Regions from separate parts of the Macaca mulatta genome. Here region 2 is linked to region 1. The links are chromatin contacts, called in public Hi-C maps. All regions are on one chromosome and are shown on one strand. The core of a region is the stretch at or near the end of the contact, and the rest is flanking DNA. Distances in the headings are between cores, read along the strand shown. Region 1 holds the start of GOT1 (glutamic-oxaloacetic transaminase 1). Region 2 holds the start of SLC25A28 (solute carrier family 25 member 28).

Region 1 (4,026 bases), core at 866-3,365:
CAACATTTCTCCCACTCTGTTGCCTGCTAAAAACATCATTTTCCCTCAATGGACTAAACTATGTAGTACTGACTTATTTTAAAAGGTTTATGATGAAAAATTTCAAACCTATACAAAAGCTGAGAGAATAATATAACGTATGCCCATGTACCCACCACCCAGCTTCAACAAATTACCAGCTTCAACAAACCATCACTTTTCAATGGATTTTTCCTTACCCCTCCCCATACTCCTTAGGGAAGACTTTTTTTTTTTTTTTTTTTTTTTTTTTGAGACGGAGTCTCACTCTGTCGGCCAGGTGCAATCTCAGCTCACTGCAACCTCCGTCTCCCGGATTTAAGCAAGTCTCCTGCCTCAGCCTCCCGAGTACCTGGGACTACAGGCGCCCACCACTACGTCCAGCTAATTTTTGTATTTTTAGTACAGACAGGGTTTCACCATGTTAGCCAGGATCGTCTCATCTCCTGACCTCGTGATCCGCCCGTCTCGGTCTCCCAAAGTGCTGGGATTACAGGCCTGAGCCACTGTGCCCGGCCGACTTTTTTTTCTTTTTTTAACAAATGCTATGCACAGACAAAACATCATCTATGAGAAACCTGATTCTGAGCGTCCTTCATATCACACTCTGCTACAAAATGATTCCACCTTCTCTTTCCACAATTTCTAGTCCTTTTATTCTAAGTCTATTCCCTAGCATAAGGCTTTATCCTACCCATTTTCATCCCTCTGGCTTTGCATGTGGCAAAATCCAAACGGAGAAAGTAAGTGTCTGTGGGGCTTCAAACATCCAAATGACAGTGAGAAGAATAACAAATTCATCAGAGAGGGTGAGGGGTAAAAAATGTGAGAGGCACTCCAATACAAATCTTCTTCTTGGCAGATGGGGAAACTGAGACCCATGCTCTTAGCTGTCCAAGGTACAGATGAGAATCACTTGAATCAAGAAATGAAGGCCGGGCGCGGTGGCTCAAGCCTGTAATCCCAGCACTTTGGGAGGCCGAGACGGGCGGATCACGAGGTCAGGAGATCGAGACCATCCTGGCGAACACAATGAAACCCCGTCTCTACTAAAAATACAAAAAAATTAGCCGGGCGTGGTGGCGGCGCCTGTAGTCCCAGCTACTCGGGAGGCTGAGGCAGGAGAATGGCGGGAACCCGGGAGGCGGAGCTTGCAGTGAGCCGAGATCGCGCCACTGCACTCCAGCCTGGGCGACAGAGCGAGACTCGGCCTCAAAAAAAAAAAAAAAAAAAAAAGAAATGAAGACAGGATGTGTGGAAAGTAAGCTTCTACTATCCATACTTCACTCCTTTCCACCATCTCTACCCATTCCTACCACATCTGTGAGGGCCAGAACCATTTCCCCAGACCCTCTGGGGGCAGCATTAAACTGTCTCAAAGCATGTGTAACATCAGCAGATTTTTAAATCCTTAAGGGCAAAAATCAAACCTCAGTCTCCCCCCACAAAGCTTAATAAGGTAGTTGATTGACACTCAGTGGTCACTCAAATATTTACCGACCCAGAACAGAGCTTCCTAGCGTTAAAAGTTCTCCTTTACCCATTTCCCAGCAACCAGAACCCTAAGCCTATCAGGCTTCCTATTTTTCTCCCTCTCTCTACAAGCTCCGGCAGCCCCATTTCTTATGAGGCTGTAGTATAAAGAACGCAAAATGGGTAATCAGAAAGACTGAGTTTGTGTCTTGGCTGCTACATCTGGTTTGTGCGGCCTCGGACACATCACCCCTTTCCAGGGACTCCACACCCGGATCTGTAAAATGGGCAGGTTTTAGGAAGCCTTCGTGGATCCAGCCTCCTCTCCGGCGCCGCCCTCTTCAAGCAGCGCCACACTGGGCCTCAGCTTCTCCCACAATGTCCACGACCTGGGGTGGGTCCGCTCCACTCCCCGAGCTGCTCGCACTCCAGAGCACTGCATCCTTACCTCCCACTCCCAGGTTGACCTTGCGGGGGTCCGGATCCTCCCGGAAGTCGGCAGTGAGCTTGAAGACCAGGACAGGCTGGGCCTGCGGAACCTCGGAAAAGACTGACGGAGGCGCCATATCGAGAGAGCAGGAATCGAACCCTTTCACCCTGCGCCCGGAGCTGGCCTGTCAGGTCTGGCCGCTGCGACTGGAGGAGACTCTCACCTTCACCTAGCCGACGGGGGCGGGCCCGCGGCTTCCAATGGTCGAGCCGCGTCCAGAGCTTGGTAACGCGATTAACCAATCGGCAGCTTGTGACGACGAAGAGCCAGGCGGGAAGGAACGCTATTAGCCAATCCAAGAAAACAATCTTATCGGCGGCCGAGAATGATGTAACCAATGCAATTTACTCCGGCTTAGGCGTGGGCGGAGACTACGGTTGATTGGTAGAGCGTGCTCCTATCGCAGAGGCTGTTATTCCTTCGGTCTCCCCGCGGAGGGGAGGAGCCGAGCGCGCGGCGGGTGTCCAGGAGAGGACGCCTGTTCGACCTTCGAGGACCTGGAGGATACGGGGAGGTGGCCGGAGGGAGTTCCCGAGGACAGGTCTTCCTGTTCCCGCCGAGCAGGTGTTGGCGCTGCCAGGCCCGGCCTGGCGGGCACGGGCTAGCAGCCAAATACGCAGCGTCTGTGCTCGGGACGCGAGTGTTCGGCCAGGACGTACAGCTCCCGAGCCCGCGCGGGCGACCTTGACCACTTTGGTCGGCTGTTTCCCTCTGAGGGAAGTGTAGCTGTGCTGCCAGCCTTGGTCTCTGGCAGGGAAAGTCCTTCCAACAGGGAGGGGTGCCCACGAATTCCTTTTTGCCGCTCTTCTATTAATAGTTTGAGATTTTCCTCCCCGGTTCCTTGCAGAGGGCCTGGTGCTCAAGGACCTCGGGATCTGGGCGCGGCGTCCCTTCCCAGCTTCCTCCCGCGCGCACCGGACCTGATCTTGCTGTCGTCAGCTGGCTGGTACCCAAAGTGCCTCTTCGTCAGGCTGTTCCTTCCCCGTTCGAGTCCTTCCTCCCCAGGAGCCCTGTCCATCTGTTGACCTTCAAGACCCAGAGCGAATGCCACTTCATCCATGAAGCCTTCCCTTAACCCTTATTCTGGCCAAAATGTCTCTTTCCTGTGCTTCTGTACTTTTAAAAATTTTAGAAAATGCCTTTGTGGTTAAGAACCTATCCCCGGGACCGGACTATCTAGGTTTAGATTCTGGCTACCGCTTACGAACTTGGCAGGTTTAGTCACGTTATTTTAACCTTTCTGTGGAAGTTCCTGCTCTGTGGAAGTAATAGTATTTTCCTCAGAGTTGGTGTGGGGATTTTGTGAGTTATTACATATACGAAGTGGTTAGTTGCATATAAGAACCACTCTCTAAATGTCAGCTATTGTTACCATTGCATATCTGCCACATCCTTCGTAGATAGTAAACTTTTTTTTTTTTTTTTAACTTTTAGGTTCAGAGGTACATGCACATGTTTGTTTTATAGGTAAATTGCTTGACAGGTGGGTTTGGTGTACAAATTATTTTGTCACCCAGATAGTAAGCATAGTACTTGACAGGTACTTTTTCTGATCCTCTCCCTCCTCCCACCCTCTACCCTCAAGTAGGTCCCGGTGTCTTGTTCTCTTCTTTGTGTCCATGTGTTCTCAATGTTTAGCTCCCACTTATAAGTCAGAACATGTAGTATTTGGTTTTCTCTTCCGCATTAGTTCACTTAGGATAAAGGTCTCCAGCTCCATCCATGTTGCTGCAAAGGACATGATCTCTTTCTTTTTTATGGCTGCATAGTATTCCATGGTGTATATGTATCGTATTTTCTTCATCCTGTCTGATGGGCATGTAGGTGATGGGCATTTCAGTTGATTCCATGTCTTTACGATTGTGAATAGAGCTGCAGTGAACATACATGTACGTGTGTCTTTATGGTCGAACGATTTGTATTCTTTTGGGTATAGACCCAATACTGGGATTGCTGGGTCGAGTGGTAATTCTGTTTTAAGTTCTTTGAGAAATCGCCACACTGCTTTCCACAGTGACTAAGCTAATTTATATTCCCACCAGCAT
Region 2 (4,026 bases), core at 785-3,284, 190 kb after region 1:
TACACTGTATTTTTCAAGCCATTAAATAATTTTCACTGTTTTCTTTGATCTGTTTTCCATTCAATACTCATCCAGAAAAACAGCATCCTAAACCCTGCACTCCACTCATACTGCACTCACTCCCTAATCTAAGTCTAGGGAGCTAGATTATATTAACTTTTGGATATACGGCATTATTAACTCACAAGTCATTCAACCTAGAGTCTATACATATAATGTATGCATCTTTTTTATTTGTACTTACTCGTTTTACATTTCAATGTTGTTACTTCTCATGGATTTTACTGTTTATTTCTATTTCTCCCAATTGACAAGGGCATTTAACATTCTAATGTCCATTTTAGTCAAGTACATTTACCCCATTTTCAATAGATATGGCCCTTGTTAGGAGTTACCTTGTGCTAAAATACTCCTGCCAGTTTACTGTCATTCACAAAGCTTAATGAGCACTCCCCCCATTTCCTTATCCACATTACTAAGGAAAACATGAAACAGTACTGGAATCAGAGGGAGGTAAAAGGGATCTACTTTGCATTTCCCAAGTTGATTCTCTCCTCCTTTTGAATACATAACACTTTCCTGATTTGACGAGGAAATATAAATCAAAAAGCTGCCAGGTTACTGTTTGACTATTACCCTTAACATGTAAAGGAGGTATCGGTCTTTGTCATATCAACAGTCCCCTCTAGTTTACCTCTCCCTCAATTCAGTCCTCACCTTTAGTGGCTGCTACCTTTACTAATGCAAGAATAAGAACTGTAAAGAACAATAATCTGTTTCTTTCTTCACCCAGCTTTCTTCAGAAGGACCTGACTTCTGTACACATTAATCATCCTGCTTGGTTGTGAATGCAATTATACTTTCACAAGATTCGTGTCCTCTTGTTGATCTCATTCCATTGTCTTCATACTTACATCTACTTTCTAATACCGTCACACTTCCTTTCTAGGCAACTTCTCCCTTTTTGTCAACTTCAGGTGGCCAAAGAAATTGCTATCAGTTTCATCTCTCTTGTTTGGAGGCTGATGTGCTCCCTGCACATACAGTCCTAATCCCAGCTCAATTTTCATGTTCAGGAAATAGGTGGGGTATCATGCTTGCTTCACAGAGAAACTGAAACCTTTTCCTGAATACGATCTTTCCCATATTACTTCCAGTCTGGAACTCTGCATTCTCACTGCACAATGATTTCCAATCACTCATGTGTTTAAGATTTAACGTGTTAAGTCCTTTATCTAGCTGAAAGATTCCAGATTCGGGTTCCTGCCCCGTCAGTAAAGGAAGATACAGTAAGGAGTTTGTAAAAGCACTAGCCCAGAAAACATCTCAAGCCGTTAGATCCATTTCAGGGTCTGGGTCACGCCAGCTGGCTTCACCTTAATCGAGTTAGTAGCACTTACCTGAGCTTCGGGATACCCCATCCCACCCTATTCCTGTTTAGTCCCAGGTGGGGTCCAGGGCTTTGGCTGACAGATTTTCGATCCTGAGTCCCGATTCAGATTTCACTGACGGTTAGAAATAGGTCCTGGTTCCTGACTGGGATCAACTCCCAGCTGGGACCTTGCTTGAATGGAGTGTCGGTTCGAATCATGTGGTAGTGGCAGGAGCCAGGAAGGAACCCATGTCGGCTCCGGCTCTCAGCCGGGATCCTGGCTCCGGACAAGACCCAGGGGTCGGGTCAGCCCCAGGTCTGGTTCGAAGCCCAGTGCAGGTCTCACCTTGACGCAGTCGATGGGGTACATCACGCAGTGCTCCAGGATCCCTGCCACGGCGCCTGCCACCATGTGCGTGGTGACAGTGGCTCCAGCCGGCAGCGCCTCGTAGTCCGGGCCGGAGTCCGGATCTTGACGTACCGGCGGCCTGCAGGCCCCGGCCTCCCCGCCGCCGGCCCCCCGGCCCACGCCCCGCTGCAGCCACCCGTCCAGCAGCGCCGACTCCCCGGGGCTCCGCCCGGGCCCTGCCGCCGGCCCCCCCGCCACACCGCCAGCACCCCGCCCCTCCAACTCCATCCACCCGGGCCAGCTGCGGCGCCCACCCCCGCCGCCGCTGCCACCAGTCCCGCCGCCGCCCCCCGGCCCCGTAGTGTCCGCCTCAGGCGCGGCCCAGAGAGCCCGGGGCCTCCGGCTCCCGCTTGGCCCCGCGGACACGCCCCCCAACCAACCATTGGTGCAGACCCCGAGTTAGACCCACCCTTTTCCTGACGTGAGAAAAATCAGTCGGTAGTATTAGCGAAGTCGCCTGTCATTCCTCCGCCCTGAGGCGTTGCTAGCGCCTAAATCCCACCCTTTCCCCTTTGATCTTGGAAGCTTCTTGTTTATTGGTCACTGATTGGCCGACATGTGCGATCAACCCGCCTCTGACTTTTTAGAAGGGCGGGAGAAACTTAAGGCTGAACTTTGATAGGCTCAACCACTCTTGATACTTTGACCGCGGCCATTGGCCCGCACCACGTCGGTCCCCGATTGGCTATAGAAAGAGCGAAGCGCCCAGGGAGTCTAGGGGCCGACTTCGGGCCCCTTGCTGGCGCCTGCAGAGCTGCGGTCCCCGTGCGCGGGATCGCGTCGGGGGCGGGGCGGTGACAGGCCTTCAACGTCAAACTGCTGACGGGCACCGTTACGACCAGCGCTCGAGTGCGCTCCTCAAATTCTGAGACGCGTGGCTGGAGAGCGGGCGGCCCTGGCCCCGGAGAGCCGTGTTCCCGCGGGATCTCGTCGCGGGCATGAGGCGGAGCCGGCCTGGACCGGTCATCCTCTGGCTGGCGCGACCAGCAGCCTGTCCGGGAAGCCGTTGCGACATGCGGGCCGGGAACCGCCTCACAGCCAGGGGGGGACCGCGGCGGCCCGCTAGACTCTTGTCGGGTCTGGAGTGGGCCCTGGGGCCGGACCCAGTGCTCCTCAGGCCCCAGCGCCCGGCACTGAGCCTCGCATCCACCTTCGCACAGTAAACCCAGCAAGTGTTGAATGAATGAGGTCCTCCGGGCCCCGGCTGTCACTGGGCTCTGCGCCAGGCCGAGAGCCGAAGGCGGGGAAGGAAGATGTCGAAATGGGCGGGATGATTCAGAGATGACGGCCGGTGGCGAGGCGGGGCTGGAGGCCGCATCCCAAAGGCAGCAGGAAAGTGCGGCGGCTGTGGGGAAGCTCGGACGCACTGCCCGGCCCAGTCTGAAGCGTCAGCATCTTGTTCCTGAGCCGGCGCGCTGATGGGCCCCCCGCCTGGTGATGAGGGCCTCTGCCTGCCTCGGGTCAGCCCGGGTCCTGAGAGGCAAGGCCAGCGATTCCCGGCCTTAGGACCTCCTGCGCTAGGGAGCACGGGCGCCTTCCGTTTGCCTTCCCTGAGCGTGTTGGCACAAGCCGCCCGCGGTTTCCAGCTCTGTCTTCTCTGTTTTACCCAGATGATGCAACTGTGGACTTTTTCATCTGTTTATAGCCTTTCCTTGGATAGGAAGGATGTTTTCCTTTTTTTCTTTCTAAAGTTTAGCCCTTCTCTGGGCTTCCTTTTTAAAAACTTTTTGTACTCTTAAGCGGTCGTTGTTAACCGTTGGGTCGCGACCGTTTGGAAAATAATAAACCTACGAATTCTCTTCTCCTACTTCTACCTCCCATCCCCTCTGTGCACCCAAAATTTTGCATATAATTTCTGCATTTCAGAGTCCCTGAAGGTGCCATGTGGACACCCTGTGGGGTCCATTAACCTAGTTAACCTCTCCCTGGCCGGCGCAGTGGCTCACACCTGTAACCCCAACACTTTGAGAGGCCGAGGTGCGACGATTGCTTGAGCTCAGGAGTTTGAGACCAGCCTGGACAACATGGCAAAACCCCGTCTCTACAAAATAATAATAAATACAAAAAAGTACAAAAATTCAAAAATTAGGTGGGTATGGTGGCATGCACCTGTAGTCTCAGCTACTGGGGGGAGGATTGCTTGCACCAGGGAGGCCGAGGCTGCAGTGAGCTGTGTTGACGCCACTACACTCCAGCCTGGGTGACAAAGCAGAACTTTGTCTCAAAAAATTTTTTTAAAAAGGAA

What was found. Hi-C and Micro-C count contacts between places; a contact is called where the count stands out from the background.
Region 2: a Hi-C map of blood shows a contact between it and region 1, with 6 times the contacts expected there. The contact joins the promoter of SLC25A28 here to the promoter of GOT1 in region 1. A contact is called at or near these places in 7 of 14 Hi-C or Micro-C datasets (CD4 T cells, blood, cortical neurons and 4 more).

What each region holds. Positions count from the first base shown.
Region 1 is chr9:111,489,753-111,493,778 of T2T-MMU8v2.0, forward strand. It overlaps GOT1 (glutamic-oxaloacetic transaminase 1), which reads right to left and starts at 2,116. Exons shown (of 9, transcript XM_015147909.3): 1 at 1,940-2,116. The coding sequence starts at 2,057. It overlaps LOC107000244 (a long non-coding RNA gene), which reads left to right and starts at 2,429. Exons shown (of 6, transcript XR_013398242.1): 1 at 2,429-2,927.
Region 2 is chr9:111,678,649-111,682,674 of T2T-MMU8v2.0, forward strand. SLC25A28 (solute carrier family 25 member 28) reads right to left here and starts at 2,035. Exons shown (of 4, transcript NM_001265757.1): 1 at 1,719-2,035. The coding sequence starts at 2,009.